Linked DNA regions of Mus musculus: region 2 is linked to region 1. Evidence: chromatin contacts called from public promoter capture Hi-C data. All regions are on one chromosome and are shown on one strand. The core of a region is the stretch at or near the end of the contact, and the rest is flanking DNA. Distances in the headings are between cores, read along the strand shown. Region 1 overlaps Babam2 (BRISC and BRCA1 A complex member 2). Region 2 overlaps Babam2 (BRISC and BRCA1 A complex member 2).

Region 1 (6,251 bases), core at 893-3,392:
AGTACAGTTAATGATGACGCACGGCTCTCCTCCACCAAGTCCACTGGAATCCCTTCTAATCAGGCTACTATGAATGTCTGGGCTTCTCAGTCCTGGTACCCCCATAGCATCTCTGTAGCATTTAGAAGCTAGTGCCTCTCACTGGAAATGCTTTCTCTTTCTCTCTCTTTCTCTCTCTCCCCTCCCCCTTTCTTCATCTCTCCATCACAATTCTGTGACTTTAAGTATCTTAGCTCTACTGTTAGCTCTACTGCCCCTCTCTCTCCCAGATACAACTTTTCTTGGAGCTTGTCTCTCCCTGCTCTCCACTCTACTCATGCAGAACACGGTCAAGTTCATGGTTGTCTGAAGGCTTGCATCACTTTCAGTACTCTCCAGTCCGGTTCCCACCCTCTTTCCCCTCCCAGAATTCCAGTCCCACAGTCCCAACCACCTGCAGAACATTCTGACCTAGAAGACACTCTGGCCAATGTGCACTTCTCTAACAGAGCCTTTAGCTTCCAAGTCTCCCTAGATCCTTGCTGGTAATCCACCGCCAAGAGTCTCCTCTTCTTTGTTCTTGGTGACATTCCTGTTCTAATTTTGCTACCCTTCAACAAAATCCTCGCAGAAGCCTGCTTCCCTGAGGACACAAGCCAGCCATGCCTTTCTGTTGACTGTCTCTGTCTCCAAGACCTGACCAGGATCTTAGTGTTCCTCCAACGCTCTTCCTGACTCCCAGGATGGTTCTCACTATCTGCCTTCCACTCACTTTGTTTGTTTTGTTTTTTAAACAAATATATTCTTTAATATTTTTGAGGTATGCATTCCTTTGAGAAGTAAACAAAGGACACTCTCAGAAAAAGTGCAAGCAGAGCTTCCATTCCTAGTACATACATCTTATGCTACAGACTCCTCTAAGCCCACCCATAGTTAGTGTATGAGCCCCAAGCCTGTGTTTCTGCCTCTCCTCCAGCACGTGACTACATCCTCTTTCTAGCAGCACCATTCTCACCTTCACTTCCATTTAGGTTAGATGGAATGCTTTCCACACTGCTAAGCCATCAGAGGATTCTCGTCTGCCCATAGTCAGTCCCTGTGCTTCCAGGACATTTGAATATTCACATATCCTCCCTGACAGGTCACATTGATGGCCCCTGTAAAATGGGGCTTACTGGCTTAGCCCTGGTTCAACATGCAGTCCACAGTGGCTTCAATGAACATAGCTCATGGTAGCCACTTGTTGGCAGGGTTAGTTTAAACCTGTGCATTTCTAACTATTAAAGTATGTGGGTGAGAGAATAATACTCTACCAGTAAATGTAGTGTTTAGGTAGTGACAGAGGAAACTAGCCGTTATTAAATTTTAAACTGTGCCAGAGAAAAGAGAGAAAGACAGATAGATTTAGTATCTTTCATCCATTCCTGACCGACACAGCCCCACAGTGCCTACATCACTGTCACCTTGACTTTAAAGCACTTGTGCACAGGTGCACCAGACCAAACACTCTTCATACATAAGAAAGAGCTGATGAGACTGTGTCCTGACCTGGAACACAGCTGGACGAACCAAGAGAAGCCCCAAGGTGAGGTTCACAAAGGACAGAGTGTGGCAACTGTGGCTGCAAGCCACATATTCCAGTGGCTTCTATTTTCCCAACAGTCTAGATGTGTAGCTGGGGAAAGCTGACTCCCTTAATCTGAGGATCAGAGTGGGTAGGCTGCTGTCAGTGCCTGTAGCCCTTACTTCAAGGTCACTGTAGTCAGGGTCACTCTGGCTGTTTCTAGGTTACATACAGCAGGATCCCAACATTCCTGGTTAAATAGACGGTGAAGGCTGCAAGGATTGGCTCCAGGCATTAGCCTGAGCCTGGCAGCCATAGTTCGAGTGGTCCCCTGTCATCCCTCCCAGGACCAGAGTCTCATAGGGTCTGGAGCTATAGCCCTTAGTTCAGTGTTTCCTGGGAACACTTGTGGGGAAGGGGCTGCAAGGCCCTTATACAAAGGGTCTTGGCAACAGGGAGCATGACTGATAGGCAGGCAGGCTCTTCCTTTGCGGAAAATTTGCAGAAAGTTTCCTGTGTTTCCTGGGCTTTTCCTGCCAGGGCAAACTGTGCCTCCACGAGGGAAGTGTGGCGAGGGCTATTTAAAGGCATGGTGCTACCAGCTGTTTGCAGAGATCGCTTCTCAGCTTGGCTCCTCATTAAGTCAGTTAAGGGAGGGGAAGCAGGCACAGGAGGGGGAAAATGACAACTGGCGCCCACCCATTTATAGATGGTTTTAGAGCCCTGCTTTCAATTATTTAGTTTTTATCAGAGAAAACGAGGAGCTGCCCAGGGCACAGCATGCTAACGGCACTAGGTATCTACATCTGTTACCAAAGGCAAAGTGTCCAGAAAGCTTCCCAAGTGTGTGATGTGGTAGGGAAGGCTCCTTGCCTTAGCATTAACTGGCCAGGGGTGGGTGTGGTGGCAGGAGACAGATGCCTGGAGTCAGCCAAGTCCCTCACTCCACTCATGCTAGAAGTTTTAGTTTCAGAACAGTTCAGAGTCTATTATGTTTCAGGGTGGAATAAGGCTCTGATACTCTCATCCCTTTGGTAGGTCTAATTGATGTCCTATTGCTTGAGATTTCAAAATCCCAGCACAGTCCAAGAATCTCCAGAAAACAAATTGTAGCAAAGGGATCCCAGGCTGTGATGAGGTCAGTTCTGTGTACAGCAGGGCGCGGGGCAGGAGACGCAGTGCTTATTAGCAGCTCTCCTTCTCTTGCCCTGGACCCAGGGCTGATAGTCTCCTCTCTGGACTGCAGCTCTCTCTTCTACACAGCTGAGAGCTTGGCCTGCCGCTGACTGTGGGTGACAGGTCATGTAGAGTAGGCTCTGAAGTAGTGAGATCTCAGCTTCAGGCCTGTTCATGTGCCTTTATTAGCTGGATCCCTTGGGCAAGTGACATTAGTTTGGCTTCTTCATCTATAATATGGGAACAACTATAGCTACCTTAAAAGGTTCTTAAATGAGATGGCCCAAGTAAGCCCTTGACATAATAACCAACCTAATAGATGATCAATGCTGCCAACTGTTAACATGGGGACCAAGCTGGGTCTAAGCATTGGGCAGAGAGGTTCAGAGTTTTTGTAAACAGCCATAAACATCGTGAGTCTCTGTGGACGAGGGATGCCTTGTACAGGGAGACAGGTCTGCGAGTCTGTGTCCTTAGTTCATCCTCTTCCTGTGGCTTCTTGACTGACTCCTCCTTCCTCAAACATCCCATACAGAGCTGTCAGCTGGAGCAGTGAGATGGCTACTTTTACACTGGACAAGCAGCCAATGTCCTGGGGACAGGATAGATCCTCTGAAATTCAGTCCTGGTCTGCTTGGTGGCATACTGGTGGCATACTGGTGGCATCTAAGGGTGAGCTCTGCAGCCAAAGCTACCTGAGGCCCTCATTCATCTTCCAAACCTGCTGGGTTTGCTCCTTGGGTACAAATTTTTGGTCAGGAAGGAGGTCACAGCTGTTGACTAGGAAAGGGCTTAAAAGTCATATGACGAGCTGCCCAAGACAAGGGCAGAATTATTTGGCGTGGTCCTCAGACAGATCTTTTTATTTTGCAAAAGCCTAAATATTTGCCTTCTTCCAAAACAAGACTTGAATTAAAAAGTGCTTTTCTCTGGGCAATTGTAAGATGAGACAGACCTGTGATGTTCGAGCCAGGCCAGTGTGGTGGTGGGGTGGGCTAGGGTGGGCTGGGCGAAGTGGTTCAGAGGCATGACCCTCACTGTCAGAAAATCTAGAACATATAAACCAAGCCAGAGGTCATTTATGAAAATAGAGGCAAGTTCCAAATACCTAATAGTTCTCCCTGCCTTTTCCAGCTCCGTTCTGCAGCTGTGACTTCAACTGGCACATGGTTTTCATCAGTCACATGAAAACCGATTGTGGTATGAAAATCAAAGCAGTCCTGTAAACACTGTAAGGCAAGTCCTGCTAATCATGCCTTGTGGTCTTTGGTCTTGCCTTGTCCTCACTGTCCTGGACTGCCATGTAAATACAGACTCATTCTGGGTTCTCGCCTCGTGTCAAAAGGCCAGGCTTACAAAAGATCTAAAAAAAAAAAAAAAAGGACTTGCTTTCATTTTGATGTTCTTCCCTGCAAACCTTCCAAAGCCCAGGTAGCAACTGCCCATCTAACTCTGTGCAGCATGGTGGATCAGTGACTGCCAGTGGGAGTCTGTTTGACTGTTGTGCCCGGGGTGATGGTAGCTTGGCTCTCTGGTATGGGGTTTAAGAACAAACAAGTGTTTTTGTAACGGTTCGTAGGGAGTCTTGCTACACATGGCATTCCTTGAGCAGCTCTGGTTTGTTTCTGGGGTGTGAGGGGTGGTGTCCAAGCTTATAAAATGAGGAATTAGTACACTGAACATGCAAAGTCTTGATATTAAGCTGAGAACACAATGTCACATGCTAATGGCTTCATACACAGGCCCAGTCTTCCTTGGGCTGAATCCCACAGCACTCTGCTCACCGGTCTCAGGCCAGCGTGGTTTGATTTGGCTGAGGGTGTTTAGACTTGTGTCCTGACTGTGTGTTAGGCAGTGTGCTGCCTCACCTATGAGAAGGCTAAGGTTGTGATCTCAGTATTGCTAAACTCAATCATCAAAAGCTGTTGTGGAAGGGCTTCAGAGACCAGGTCTACACATGCAGGTATTGGAATGGAACCTGATTCCTGACGAACCACAGGGTAGCTAAAAATTCTAAAGTGCTCAGGGTTACCTAGCAGTTTGCTGCCCTTCTGAAGCCCTCTATGAGGTCTTCCGGAGCCTGGCCAATTCCTTTGGGGCCAGGGCAGCTTGTAGTCAGTTACTGCAATTGTTGGGGGGCAGTGTCTCTTGCATCCTGGAGAGTGAATACTCAAGTACAGTGTGCACAGTGGCATTCACAGTGGTAGAAGAGAGCAGAGGGCTAGCTGGCAAATGGAGAGGGATGGAAAGAACATCCTACAGGCCTCAGCTATAAGGCTGGCTTGCTCTGCTGGGCTTCCATCTCTGAGTGAATGCCTCTATCATATGCCAAACAGTTTCCCATACTCTTAGGACGGAAGATCCCTGCTCATCATATGCACCCCAGTTTCACACTGGGTACTCTACACACACAGCTCTACATGGGTTCCTCAAACAGATATGTGAAGAAGTGCTTTAGAGCAATATCATTTTATAAGGGAAGGAACGATCACATTGCTACAAGGGAGGTTGTAGGGGAGGTTGAACTGCAATGGCCCCTTACTATGATGCAGAATCCTGGTCGGTCCATATTGGCTTTGGTTGAAATTAGAATGGCCTGTCCTCAGTATCCTTGTGCCTGTCTTTCTCAGGCTTCATTACAGGTGACTTCTAACCTGGTGTATAAATAAAAGAAGTCTGCTCTAGGATGGCCTAGCAGTCCAGGAGCTGGCAAACAAGTCTTGTTTGTTTCCTCTCTGGTCATCTGGCATGAGCTGGTGAAGCTGCAGCAGGTAGTAGGTGTGCTGGGAATGAGGAATGAGGTGCTGCTGGGAGCTTCAAAGCCCAAGCAAGGCCCAGCTCTGTGCTCATCAGGTCCTGTCACTTGTTTCTGCCTATTTTGCTCACACAGACGATCCCCCGATTACTCTGCTAAGGGCAAGCAGGAACCTAGCTCAGGCCAGGATGTGATGGCAGTGTGAAGGCCCATGGATGGTGAGGGATCTGACCACAGCCTTGGCCACAAGAAGGGCTACTCATCGGCTCACCTGCTAGGGGGAAGTGACCATCTATTTGATGATGGTGAGTCACCTTCAAGGTCACAGATGGCCTTCTCTTGCTTAGTAAGAAAAAGGGGAAACACCAAAGGATGACCCCCTGAGAGGAAGTGCTCAGCCTAACCAGCAGGGCTGACCACAGGGAGTGTGGGGTCCAGGCTCCAACAGGAGGAGGAGGTGCTCAGGGTTTCCATATAGCACCACCTGGTATTAGTCTAGACTCAGGGTCTAGTTATAGTCCCTGAGGATCAAGATCACCTTTAGGATATTAATTCTTTGTAGGGTTAAAACAACAGTCTTCCTGTTGAGCTTCTTGGTGGCTGTGATGTATTGTTTGCCAGGCAGCAAATATGGCTTAGTGGGTGAATTCTAGACCTCAAGTGTCTAGGGGCTCATGGCTTCCCCAGCTGCCTTGGCTTTTGGGCATAGCATCTGGTAAGTGCTCTGAGTCTTTGGTTCCCAGGAAAGGTGTTTATGGCTGGCTTTCATAGCAAACT
Region 2 (6,477 bases), core at 2,064-4,563, 200 kb after region 1:
AGCCAAGGCAACATAATCAGCATTTTCAGGAACATGTGATGAAAAAGATCTGTTTATCCCATGATGGTGGGGGAGAGGCAGAAAGAGAGGAGGGGAGAGAGAGTAGCAGAAGGAAGATGAGGAAGAGGAACTGGGGTCCCAATAATCCTGCCTCCTACATTCTGAGAGTACTGTGGGTTGGGGACCAAGCCTTTGCATGTGGGCCATTGAGGGATGCTTAAGATCCAAATTATGGTAGACAGAATCTCAAACAAGCGATGAGCACAACCTCAGCCAAGTGGCTATAGAAAGGATATGTCACCTGAGAGGAGGCGAAAGGGAAGTACAGCTCATTTCTGTGATGTCCTGTCATGAAATCCAGTCATGATAGAATATCAGACAGACCCAAAGCTTCACACACACACACACACACACACACACACACACACACACACACACACAGTTAAATGTTGTGAATGCCAAAGGAAAACTAAAGTTCTATTACAGGCTGAAGAAACACATAGCTGAAGATATCACACAATGTCAACATGAATTATTCTGCTATCAAGAACTCACTAGGTGACTTGGTGAAATTTGAATGGATCTTAAAACTGGATGGTAGTAATGAACCAATGTTAACTTCCTGAACTGCATATACAATTACTGGGAGGCTCTCACTTGTAAGAAGTATGTATCAAAGCATAAGGAGCTTGTGTCCATCATGACAAACACTTATTTTCAAATGGCCAAAGAACAGACATGCTGTAATATCTATATTTTGTAGTAAATTAGATATAGCTTTAACTTTAAAAAATTAAAAAAATATATAAATGCACCAGGAAAACAGAAAAGATCATACATTTTGAAAACAGAAACTCAGGGACAGGCATTGTGGCACATGCCTAAACTTCCAGCATTCAGATGGCTGAGGCAGGAAGACAGTGAATGGGCCAGCTGTGACATCTAACAGGACTTTATCTTTAAAAAACCAAACCAAGCAAACAAAAACACAGAAATACATTAACAAATGTACAGAATGTTTATATTCAATTGCATACCAAGACTTGTGTACATATATGGGCTTAATAATTCTCTCAAATATTGCTGTTTTTCTCTAATCGGAATCTTATCAAGTTTTATCACAGCAATCTACCAGGGTAGACAGCTTTTCTCCGATCACAGAGTTAAGGTTTCATATCTAAAATAGCCAAATCTGTACTAGCAATGCTTCTCTTGGGAGTTGCCTCATACGGCTCATTTCTATCTGGGTGCTATGCATCATGATGAGACATAATCCCCAACAAGCCATCAAGATAGATACAATTATCACCTGCTTTGTGCAGGCCTAGACATTTCTCAAAGATACTACACAAAATGCCTGGAGCCTCCAACTCTGTATTAGCAGGGAGGGCACCTGGAGACAATTCTACCCTCAGGACTCTGGCCCATGCTTTCCCATCACAATCTAGGGCTTTACTGGGTACGAGACATCACATTGCTCACTGAGACAGAGACAAATATGAGTGAAACGAGTTCTCAGAGAACAAACTGTTTCAGTCTTTTCTTTCTAGTGTGTGGTCTTCTCTCTCAGCATGACTCTCTAGACATTGGGTAACCTAGGTCAGCGCTTCTCTATTGTTTATTCTCTCACTGGAGAAAAACCCCTTGTACTGGCTAGTTTTGTGTCAACTCGACACAAGCTGGAGTTATCACAGAGAAAGGAGCTTCAGTTGAGGAAATGCCTCCATGAGATCCAACTGTAAGGCATTTTCTCAATTAGTGATCAAGGGGGAAAGGCCCCTTGTGGGTGGGACCATCTCTGGGCTGGTAGTCTTGATTTTAAAGAGAGCAGGCTGAGCAAGCCAGTAAAGAACATCCCTCCATGGCCTCTGCATCAGCTCCTGCTTTCTGACCTGCTTGAGTTCCAATCCTGACTTCCTTGGTGATGAACAGCAGTATGGAAGTGTAAGCCCAATAAACCCTGACCTCCCCAACTTGCTTCTTGGTCATGATGCTTTGTCCAGGAATAGAAACCCTGACTAAGACACCCCTGAAGCCTGAAGCTCTACAAATGTGTCTTAGAATGCAAAGGTGAAAAAGGCTTTCTTAATGTACTGGGCTCGATGAGTTTATGAAGTCTGTGACCTATGACCTGTCTGATCAGCTAAATATGCAAAGAACAACCCACACAAGAGGAGCATGGTGCTAAATATAGCTACTTAAAAATGATCTGGTATTAGCTAAGACGAAGATCGCCGGGCAGTGGTGGGGATCCCAGACCTTGGGAGGCAGAGGCAGGTGGATTTCTGAGTTCAAGGCCAGCCTGGTCTACAAAGTGAGTTCCAGGGCAGCCACTGCTACACAGAGGAACCCTGTCTTGAAAAGCCAAAAAAAAAAAAAAAAAAAAAAAAAAAACCAAAAAAAGAAAAGATCATGCTAGGAAATATTAGGAGCTCCAGAATGGTGGTGACCTTCTGACCCTCAGGTTTCACTTGGGCAAATCTCCTAGGAAGCTCTCAGAAATCACAGCCAGGTCCTGCTATGGGCCTGGAGAAGCAACGAGGCTTTGAATGTGTCTATCTGTGAAGACGCTAACACTCTTCCCATCTACGTGATGATGTGAAACCCAGATGCCAGACAAGAGCAGAGGGAGAGGAATGGAACGGCACCTCACTGAATCAGCAATTCCTCAATCACACTCATAATACAGAACAGGACACATTTAGCATTCCTTCCATAATTCTTATTTGTCCATTAAAAACACTGGCTGTAAAATCTTCCTGAACTTTTGAGAAGTATACATATAGTGGGTAAACTTTCACAAAAAAGCCATAATCTAAAATGAGAGACATGATATAAGAACTACAGAATTACTTTCAAGGTTCTATTGGGGGAAAGAATATCCCCAAAACAAATTAAAAACTGCAGTTTGTACATAGTACATGGAAATAAGAACAACTTGATTATTCAAATTAATACTAGTTATTCATATTAACTTAATTCAGGAATAATATTAGTGCAGGAAGTTACAGGAAAACACAGTGGGGTATGCTTCTTGCTGTTAGTACTAGGTCAGAGAGGCCAGTGGCTTTGGTTTACCTCCAATGGTCTCTCACAAAAAACACCACCAACTGACTATGTCTATTCCTGGAACCGCTCTGACCTCCCTTGTGTTTCATCCTCTCACACAGAGTTATGCGCCAGGAACAGTGGTAATATGTGAACCAAGTTCAAAGATCCCAAAGTGGAAGACGCTGCTTTCCTGCATCCTACCTACTGTAACTGAAAACTGGGAAATTACTGGAATTGAGGACTTACTATGAGTCAGATGGCTGATAGCCTTTCCAACCAAAACATCTGCTGCACGAAGGCACAACTGCTACAATCCATTTCCTCTTGAACCTGGAGGGGGACCAACTTACTTAGCCCTGCTCTTAAAGACACAGGAACTTTGAGTGAGAAATAGGATAAAGGGGATCTTAACATAACCTTCCAACTTTTATTACTTTCTGAAATGCTATTCAAAATTCATGAAAATATGAGAGCTAGTGGACATATAAAAACAACCAAGTCGGTTCAGAGGCATATTCAGTGGCTTATCACATCATAAGCATGTGCTCCGGGACAGCAGGGTCACTGCTTCCTCGGTGTGTGAGAAGGGGTAGCCATCAGCGGGAAAGTGTGCACAACCAGAAAAGCTGCAATATCTGCCAGTCTTCTGATAACTACTTACTGGATGTTTCCAAGTGTCAGGAACTGTTCTAGGGACAAGAAGAAAACAAGCCAGGCAAGGGTCTGCCTCTGAGAGTTTGCCTTTTCAACTGAGAATCAAAAAGCATGAGCAAGAAACCATAAGCAAGAAACAAGTCACTGTCTTATTTCTGATGACTTATTTGCAACAACGGGCACCAAGATTCCCCCCAGCAATTACAAAGTAATGTGATAGTTTGTTGTTGTTTTTTTTTTTTTTCAAGACTGTACCTTTACTTAGAAGTTTAATCTGGTGCAGTTTTAAAAGAGGAAGGGAGTGGGAGATAGAGACGAAGGGGTAAGAGAATGGTGGTGGTAGGTGGCGGTTCCATGGGTCCTTCCCCTGAGGGAAAGGAAATCTGGAACTGCTCAGACAGGTTTGGGGTCCATTGCCTTAGGACACTTAACCCTGAACACTTAAAATCTTAGCCATCAGTGACAAGTATTGAGTTTCACATAAATGTTTCTATATATTTCATTTATACCCACAGAGCAGTATATTAATTCATTATAAACAGTATTAATGTGCACTCACAGTAGATTTCCTTATGAGGGAGAAACAAGACTAAATGCAAATCACCATCTCCCCTACAATCATGCAGCGGCCTGTACGGGCTTTAGTTTACTATGCAGGTCCTGCTGATCGGCAGGTTCCACAGTCAGCCCAGGCAATAGGACAGACACTGGCAAGGCATGCTGATTCTATGCCAGCCCTTATTGTGTCCATAAACTCACCCATATTACTGCCAGAACAGGTGCAGAGAAATGTGCAGAAAGCATTAGAATCATTAATTGTCTCAGTAACCAAAAAATAAAAAAAAAGTGCTTGACTCAATCTGTCAACATATACCTGCCAGTTCTTGTCAACACACTTGAAGGATGGCAAACCTGACCTGAAAAATAGATGATCTCTGTCTTAGATCCAGAGACCATAACCCTCCTGTTTCATCAGCTTAACTCATGTGTGAATGTATCCATGCAAGGCAATGTGCTACAGTCAAAGGATATGAGACACTGGAGTCACACTAGGAAGAATCACAGCTCTACTGCATCCCTGCTATGTCAACCTTGCTGGGCAGTTATTTAAAGCCTGGTACCCATATATGGCTACCAACATTGTCATTGTTACCCAGCTCCTGCTAAACTATCTCACCCACATGTTCCTTTATGTTAGTGGTTCTTAACCTTCTTAATGCTGTGACCCTTTAATACAGTTCCACAATGACCCCTAACCACAAAATTATTTTTGTAGCTGTAATTTTGCCACTGTTATGAATATAAATATCTGTATTTTCCAGTAGTCTTAGGTTATCTCTAAGAAAGACTCATTCAACTCCCAAAGGGCTTCTGACCCACAGGTAGGGATCCATTCCCTTATGTGGACATTAAACAAATGGTGCCTGGCTGTTACCAACTATGTATGTCAGCTCTGTTGGGAAAACCTGGCCTGTCTGCACAGAACCTGTCTTTTGTCTAGTCCCTCTTACTCAGGACAAGCAAGGAACAACACAATCTCCCCTAGACTGATGTCCATGGCATTCCTCATGAGACAGAGCCATGAACCAATACCAAACTAAAGTTACAAAAGGCAGGGGGTGGAGAGTTGGCTCAGTTAGGACCAACTAAGGGCTTTTCCAGAGTACGTGGGTTCATTCTCAGCACATACACAGTGGCTCACAATGGACTGTAATTCCAGTTCCAGAGTGTGATCTCTTTTGGCCTCTGAGGATAGTAGGAATACATGTAGTACATATACATATGTGTATGCAAAACACTCATACATGTAAAATAAAAATAAACAGTTTAAAAATTTAGATTAAAAAAGGTAAAATAAGAGCAACCAATTGAAATATATAAACCAATAAAAATATTAAATTATTACTATAAGTTAGAACATAGGATTTTTAAAATAACTAAGTCATTATAAACCTCAGTTATGTACCAGTAAGTATGATAATAAATAGAAAAGAGATAAAAGTTATGAAAGGTATTGGGACATCACAAACTTAAGTGAATAACTTATTATAATACAAGAATTATTAGTTAACCCTTTTCAAAGCTATCAGTGGGCAATGAACTAGTTAAACAGTGTCTTCAGGTTTTCCAAAATAGGTAAAAATGTTTTTTTTCAATCAACATCATAAGGTAAATATAGTTTTATTTTCCATATATAGGTAAGATATTCCCAACTTCTATAACTAATAACAAATACTGCAGTAAGTCCAATGAAAAACTATGCTAATTTCTCACTGTTAACAAGCAAAGTTTATCTTAGATTGCATGAATAGATACAAGTAAAACAATACAATTAATAACATAAGAAAAAAGGTTAGGAATGACTTCTTAATTTCAATGAATGTGCACAGAAGGCTAAAGCATCGTTTAGTACTTGGAGAATGCACACATGTTATAACCTGGCCGTCAGGCTCTCTCCAGGAGACTTTCAGGCTACATGAACATGAAATCATGGTTCACGGGTGGGTGACATTGTGCAGCCAGAATACTACCAACTCAGTAATTTACTCTGAAAAATAAATGGAGTACTAAAATACTTAGCATTCATATGGGAAATGCATTTTCTACCATAACAATCCAGCCCATTATTTTGCAATGGTAAAGAATAATCACAGACATGAAATACCCTGAACCCTTGGTATCAGTGCATTGTCTTTTTATGTGAGCAGAGAAGACCCTTGTGTGGATTCTGACTCAGGGGAGGAGACAGAGACCTGCATTGTAATAAACCCA

Evidence for each region. Capture Hi-C pulls out chosen DNA fragments and counts their contacts.
Region 2: a contact with region 1 is called in a promoter capture Hi-C map of adipose tissue. The contact joins two enhancer-like sites. A contact is called at or near these places in 3 of 484 Hi-C or Micro-C datasets (embryonic fibroblasts, muscle stem cells and uterus), 2 of 115 datasets of contacts at active chromatin or transcription factors (fibro-adipogenic progenitors and pancreatic cancer cells) and 2 of 9 other capture datasets (adipose tissue and liver).

What each region holds. Positions count from the first base shown.
Region 1 is chr5:32,076,887-32,083,137 of GRCm38.p6, reverse strand. The region is part of intron 11 of Babam2 (BRISC and BRCA1 A complex member 2); the gene reads right to left. Among named protein-coding and RNA genes, the nearest start is that of Gm40277, 10 kb to the left of the region's middle. Within about 2 kb of position 2,142, at least 43 of the 459 cell types and tissues checked have an H3K27ac peak or open chromatin away from gene starts, as enhancers often do. A contact at or near this core is called in adipose tissue, fibro-adipogenic progenitors, muscle stem cells and 1 more, where this site is marked.
Region 2 is chr5:31,873,582-31,880,058 of GRCm38.p6, reverse strand. All of the region lies in intron 6 of Babam2 (BRISC and BRCA1 A complex member 2), which reads right to left. Among named protein-coding and RNA genes, the nearest start is that of Gm52770, 120 kb to the left of the region's middle. Within about 2 kb of position 3,313, at least 76 of the 459 cell types and tissues checked have an H3K27ac peak or open chromatin away from gene starts, as enhancers often do. A contact at or near this core is called in adipose tissue, fibro-adipogenic progenitors, muscle stem cells and 1 more, where this site is marked.